2 separate regions of the Macaca mulatta genome follow, and region 1 is linked to region 2. The links are chromatin contacts, called in public Hi-C maps. All regions are on one chromosome and are shown on one strand. The core of a region is the stretch at or near the end of the contact, and the rest is flanking DNA. Distances in the headings are between cores, read along the strand shown.

Region 1 (3,138 bases), core at 167-2,666, 87 kb after region 2:
CCATGTTGGCCAGGCTGGTCTCAAACTCCTGACCTCAAGTGGTCCACCCACCTCAGCCTCTCACAGTACTAGGATTACAGGTGTGAGCCACCGTGCCTGGCCTCTCTTCCCCTTTTGCTGGTCTTCCTGACCAGCATGTTGATGTCATGTTAGGTGACAGAGTTATTTTCTAAGTCAGGGTGGAAATCACAGGTAGCAGATGGCATAGCAAACTGTCACAGAGGCTGGGATTCCCTAATCGTTATGGAGCCACCATTTTATTCTAGGACTGCCTACCTTTACCTGAGAGAAAGACACTTTTATCTTTTTGCCATTGTTGTTTTGGACTTTTCATCTGAGTATTTCTCTTTTATTTTGTTCAGACAACTACACCTATCTGATATTATCTTGTTCAGTTTTCTTTCTTATTTGCTGTCTTCTCCCTCTAGAATGCTAGTTTCGCGAAAATAAATACCTTGTCGTGTCTCTTGTTTCTGTTTGTTTCCTTAGCACAGTGCCTGGAAAATAGTAATGACTCAGTAAATATTTGTAGATGAATGAATGAAGACTAGGAGATTAGAATGCAATTCTTCTAAAGGTAGTTCGTTTCTGCTTTAAGAGACTATGGAATTTAGAATTCCAAAGAAACTGGTAGGTTTGTTATATGCGAGGAAATTGACTGAGGGGTTATATGACTCAAGCAACACACGACCCTTGTCTTGCTAATTGTTGGCCAAGCTCCCTACCCAGGTCTGCGTTCTAACACACGACTGCCGCCTCTACTGTGTGTGGTGTTTGGTTGACAAGCACCTATCAAGGATGCTGTAGACAGGATTGCTCCATGGCGTAAGGTTTGGACTGGATCACCTATTGCCCTTCCCCACACACGGTCGGGGTGTGAGCATAGCTGAGACTTTTCAAGCCTTCCCAGGTACCACAGAGCTTGGAAAGCCCAGCACCTGCGGGCAGTTCAGTTGCAACTGGCGGGCAGCCGTAGCTGTTTATTACCTGGGGCTCTCGGGAAGGCGAGCTCGTAGTGCTGGGGAGGACGTTTGTCTCAGGCATTCCTCTGGCAACCCTCTTCCTCCAGCGGCTCCCAACAAAGACATTTCATTTAATCCCTTTCTTCCACTCCCCTCCGCTCTACTTGGCTTGGCGTTGGAAGCTGAAGCACAATTTGACCCAAGCCACCTCCTACTGCGCACCTGCCAGAGCGCTCGCGCCCCGGAGCCTGGCACGGCATTGCGTGGGTGGGGAGGCGGCGCGTCCCCGAGCTGCGCTCCCTCGCTTACAGCCTCGGCTCTGGGGGCGAAGATCCATTCTACCTCCGCTCACCCAGCTGCGCCGCCGCGCGGGAGCGCGCCCCAGCGGAAGGCCTCTTGAGGGAGCGCGCACGCGCCGCCTCTCTCCGCCTCCCGGTGCACGTCCCGCCCCCTTAAGCTGCGATACGCCGAGCGCTCAACATCCGAGGACTTTGGCCCAGAGTAACCCCGCTCTCGTGACCTTTCCCCTCCATTCCGCGCCTCCGGCTGCTGGCCGGGCAAGAGGCTGGCGGCTGGGCTCTGGCGCCCCTCCCTGCAGGGCGCAGGCTCTCCCCCTCCCGTCTCCTCCGCGCTGTTCCTCGTCATGGCGGCCCTCAGCAAGTCCATCCCTCATAACTGCTATGAGATTGGCCACACTTGGCACCCTTCCTGCCGGGTCTCCTTCCTGCAGATCACCGGGGGCGCCCTGGAGGAGTCCCTGAAGATCTATGCTCCTCTGTACTTGGTGAGACCCGTCACCCCTCCCGCAGGGCGAGTTTAATGTGGAGGATGGGCCAGGGGCTGCAGTTGGTGATCCCGAGGGGCTCTGGGGGACTTGCCTTGTGTCGGGCTCTCTTTTGGAGGGGTCGGAGTGTTTTGGGGGGCCGGTGGGGGGAAGGCGGAGGTCGCTTGGGGAGGATATACCAATCCCTGCAAGGGAGAAGGAGGAGGGGAATTAGAGGTTGAGCTGTCATCTGAATGCCTGTTGCTAGGAAGAGGATGGGCTCCCAACTTTTAGAATTAAGTTGAGGACACTTAAAAACGTTAATTCAAAGACCAGCGTTATTTTCCTCTGGCCTGCCTTGTGATGGAGAGGTATTTGTAGGTCAGCGAGGCTATGAGAAGTACCTGCAAGCTTTCCTCATCTGGTTTCCCCTGTTTTATTTTGCCTTTTTTTTTTTTAAATGAAGAAGGCATATTTGACCCTGAAGTCCCTGTGGCCTCAGATCTTGACTCAGTTTTGAGATGGTAGGATTGTGATTTGGGGTTTTGCAAGTGTTTTTGCAAGTTCACAGAACAGACTCCTGGGTTGAGATTGTGTGTGGTGATTTAAAGGGTGATGCCAGTATTTCAGTGAGTGAACTTGGTTAGGACATCTGACTTTGTGTCACCTAGGACCTTTTACACAGCTTTACATACGGGCCAATTAATAGGAAATATTTGGCAATATGTATATGTAACCCTGAGGACTATTAAAGATGCTCTTCAATGTTCTCGCCAAAATCTTTTTTTCAATAACCTTATCCTTGATATTAAAGATTTATTATTACTTTGGCCATTGAAGTGCATTGTCTCGTTTTCTTGGCTTACAGAGTTTGTGTCCTAAGAAGACAGATCATATTTTTTGTATGTCTTCTAAGAATTTCGATATTCAGCAGATGATCAATTATTATTTCTCATTGAAGTAATTTAGATTTATACCCTAATGTTCCTGAAAGTGTGTCATGGCTGTATCTGTAGTACTTCTTGAAAAGTCTGATTATGTATTTCAGAGATAACACAGGAGAAGGTGATGACTTTGTCGGAGGTTGCAGGCATCCATTTCATTTTTATTGTATAGACTGATGCTTCTCAAATTTTCATGTATGTTAGGAATCCTCTGAGGATTATGTTAAAATGGGGGTTCTAATTCATGAGGTCCCGGTGGGGCCTGAACCTCTGCTTTCCTAACAAACTCGTGGTAATGCTGATGATGGGGGCTGCACTTTGAATAATAAAGATCTAGAGTAGAGGCCAATAATTATTATTGGAGCTGGAAATTTTTTCCTCGATTTTCTTTGGCAAAGATTCATGTTTATCTGCTTTTCCACATTCACTGTGGCCAGCGTATGTCTCAGATTTTTCCTTTTTCTTTTTG
Region 2 (3,387 bases), core at 4-2,503:
ACAACCCAAACATAACCAATGTTAACACTTTAAAAATTTTCCTTTCAGTTTTTTATTACCCCAATGATTTTTTTTGCAGGATTATAATCACCCTGTATATGCAAATTCTTATTACTGTGGAATAAACATTTTCTCTATCATTACATATGCTTTACATTTTTTAACGACTGCAAGAAAAATTTCTTCCAATATACCAACCACCTTCCTGCAGCTTCTTGTCACCCTCCAAGCATTAAACGTGCCTTCAACTCTTGAGGATAAGAAAGAACTCAAGCCAACCCAACCACTCCTTCATGCATGACCTCTAAAACCCTGCGGGACGCCGTGAGGAGGGGCTATTCGGCAGAAAAAGGTACGGTAGTGTTTCATTTAATAACACCCCAAAAATAGTGGGGAGAGGGAAGGTCCGTGAGGGATCGTCTCCTTATCTCTCCCTCCAAGTCTTAGCTGCAGCTGGCTCCCTCCCACTTGCCGACCGAGCACTGGCGGCCAGAATCCTTGGCAGAGATAACCCTCAGCTCCACTGGGGTTAGGGGTCTGGCCAGACATGGGTGGGCAAGGAAGAAAAACGGAAGGGCGGGGTGTAAGAGTGGGTTCTTTCCCAGGCCAGATGACTTACACAACGTTTTGGCTTCCAGTCCCTGAGAAAGTGGGGGTGGGGATGGAAATCAGTTTTCCAGGAGAGCTGTCTCCTTCAGGCTAGGATGATCAACTTGGCATGGGCTCTGCAAAGTTAGTTTGGAGCGTCCCTCCCCAAGGGGTCCTGCCAGGGGTGGGGGTGGGGGCGCCCACCTGCAGCTGGCTGGAGCAGCCGTACTGGATGAGCGGTGTGAAAGTTGTCAGCTGCAGCTCGGCGTCCGTCTGAAGCTCGTGCCCCACCAGGTTGGGCATCTTGGTCACGTTGTAGCCGAGGTTCTGGCACATGGAGATGCGGATGGGGTCGCAGCGCCGCTCCTCCTCGTCCCCGAAGCCCCGCGCCGGCCCCAGGAGCAGCAGCAACTGCAGCAGCAACCCCAGACTGAGACCGACGCCCCCGGGCGCCCCCGGGACGCTCGGCCCTGCGCCCCGCCAGGCCATGGCCAGCGTCGGGGGCAGCAGCGGCAGCGGCGGGGGCTGCTCTGGCAGACACCCCCAGTTTGCACGGGGGCGCCGGCTGCCCGCGCTGCTCCCAGCTCCCGGGAAGGGAGTGTGATGCGGCGATGAGGGGGCAGCGGCCGGCTCTCCAGAAGCTGCGCGCGACCGTGTGGGATATTAGACGTCCCGGGCCGAGGCCGAGAGACAGGCTGCGAGGGTCATGGCTGCAGGCGGCGAGCCCACAAGCCGGCGCCGGCCGCGTCCGCTCGGCGTCTCCGCGAGGCCAGCCAGCAGCCAGCGCTGCGCAGCTCTCACCGCCTGAGCCCTGCGCGGCGCTGGAGGCTCGCGGCGCGGCGGCGGGGCGGGACGGACAGGGCGCCGCTCCAATGGCCGGGCGCGGTGGGCAGCAAGGGGCGAGGCGGCGGGGCGGGGCCGCTCTCCCGCTGGAGGGGTCAGGCCCCCGCCCTCCAGCCCCCTCCTCCGGCCGCTCCTCCCTCCCTCCCTCCCTGAGCGCCCCGCCCCGCCTGCTTCCCGGCTCCTGCTTTCCTCCCACCCGGATCTAGGCGCGCAGGGGCCAGGCGGGGACTGAGCCCAGTGGCTCCAGCCGCGCCGTCCTGCCGCCTCCTCCCCCAGGTGAGAAGTGCGCCCTGTTCCGTCTGCCCCCTTTTCTTCCCGTCTCCTTTCAGCTGTAACCTAGGCCAGTGGCCACCTCCCCGTCAGGCAGAGGAACGTACACAAAGAACACGGGATTTGGATTTACTCCGATTGTGGCTTTCAGTCCCGGCTGTGTGACCTTGAGCAAATTGCTCAGCCTCTCGGCGTCAGTCTCCTCCTCTCTAAAGTCACTTGGGAGGATTAGAGATAAAGCGTAGAAGGCTTAGCGCGGTGCCTGGTACTGCGCGAGCCCACAGCTATTTTCACTCCCGACTAGAGGCGATCCGGGCCCGGCCTCTCCCCGCCCCCAGACTCGCCCGACCTGCGCCGGGAGCCGCCCACCTCCAGCCGCCAGAGGGGAGGCGCCCCGGAGCTGCGAAGCTGCAGACCAGCCGATGGTCTCGCGCTCCGATTTCCTCACCGTATGAAATGAAATTCCACAGGGGGATTCGAAAGGAAATGAGACCGGGACTCTCCGTGCTTCTCGGCCCGCCGCCCTTCCTGTCTCGGGGACACGGTTTCTAAATAAGGTTGGGAGGGTGAGAGGGCGGGAGGGGAGAGGCTTGACCTATGACTGGGGACGAGGAAGGCGCACAACCACCGTGACTCCTCTCTCCCGGCCTCCCGGGCACCCCCTCCCCACCAGCCTGCACCCCTTTTTTTCCTTACTGTTCTTCTGCCTCGGTTCCTAGGGATTTGGGGATCATGCGACCCAGGTTTGAACCCAACTTTCCTGTCTCATTACCAGCCCCCCCGCGGCTTTGTGCTGGTCCACCCTCTCTCTGCTTTCCAGTCGGCCAGTAAAACTCCCAGCAGGTGGATTCCTCAACCATTCACTTGTTGCTTGACTATGTTCAAGCTATGGTGCCTCTCTGAGCCTCAAAGTGGCCAGCTGTGAAGTAGGGAAATTCATATCCACCTCACACAGTTGTTCTAAGAGTTCAGTGAGATAATGCCTGTAAATCATTTAGCGGTGTCTGACACATAATGAATGCTGAAGAACTTGATGATTGGTGTGTATGTGTGTGTGTTTCCAAAACACTAGGGGAGATCAATTCTGGGACAGCCTCCTGCTTTCCAGCCTGGTGCTAAAGACAGCTCTAACAGCCCCAGACTGAGGATCTGGGTAAAAGACTTTTCACCCTCTTCCTGAGATCTTTTTGTCCAACACTTACCACTGTTTTCCTGGAACTGTTTTATGCATGTTTTTATCCTCCCATTTCAACCAAATTCTGTGGCATATGGCAGAGGCTAGGTGCAAGTTGGAAGAATGTCTGTGCCACTCATATGACACTCATATTCTGTCTTGTATTTTTAGTCGTCTTATATTGGCAACGAGACTTGACTGAGGGCAAAAATGGAATCAACTTTTTTTTGGTATTTGGCTTTGTGCCTAGAACTGTGTTGGACACGGAGAAGCTGCATTGTCTCCAGTCAGCATCATAAACTCCCAATGAAGGAGGTTCCGTTAGCCCCTTATAGAGATTAGGAAACTGAGGCTAGAACCAAAGTAATAGAAAATGACAAGACCAACCAAACCAGGGCACAGAAGAGGCTCTTCAAAGATGGAAGGCAGGGCTATTTTCCCAGAAAAAATTCCCAGCTGGAAATCAATATACTCAGCAATAGGATTGAATCTCTGTGTGCCTGTGCTGAGTA

What was found. Hi-C and Micro-C count contacts between places; a contact is called where the count stands out from the background.
Region 1: a Hi-C map of fetal cortex germinal zone shows a contact between it and region 2, with 2.5 times the contacts expected there. The contact joins the promoter of TMEM135 here to the promoter of FZD4 in region 2. A contact is called at or near these places in 4 of 14 Hi-C or Micro-C datasets (cortical neurons, fetal cortex germinal zone, fetal cortical plate and 1 more).

The regions. Positions count from the first base shown.
Region 1 is chr14:87,609,829-87,612,966 of T2T-MMU8v2.0, forward strand. It overlaps TMEM135 (transmembrane protein 135), which reads left to right and starts at 1,417. Exons shown (of 17, transcript XM_077964170.1): 1 at 1,417-1,746.
Region 2 is chr14:87,522,650-87,526,036 of T2T-MMU8v2.0, forward strand. FZD4 (frizzled class receptor 4) reads right to left here and starts at 1,254. Exons shown (of 2, transcript NM_001266875.1): 1 at 793-1,254. The coding sequence starts at 1,077. LOC144334441 (a long non-coding RNA gene) reads left to right here and starts at 1,583. Exons shown (of 3, transcript XR_013404248.1): 1 at 1,583-1,707.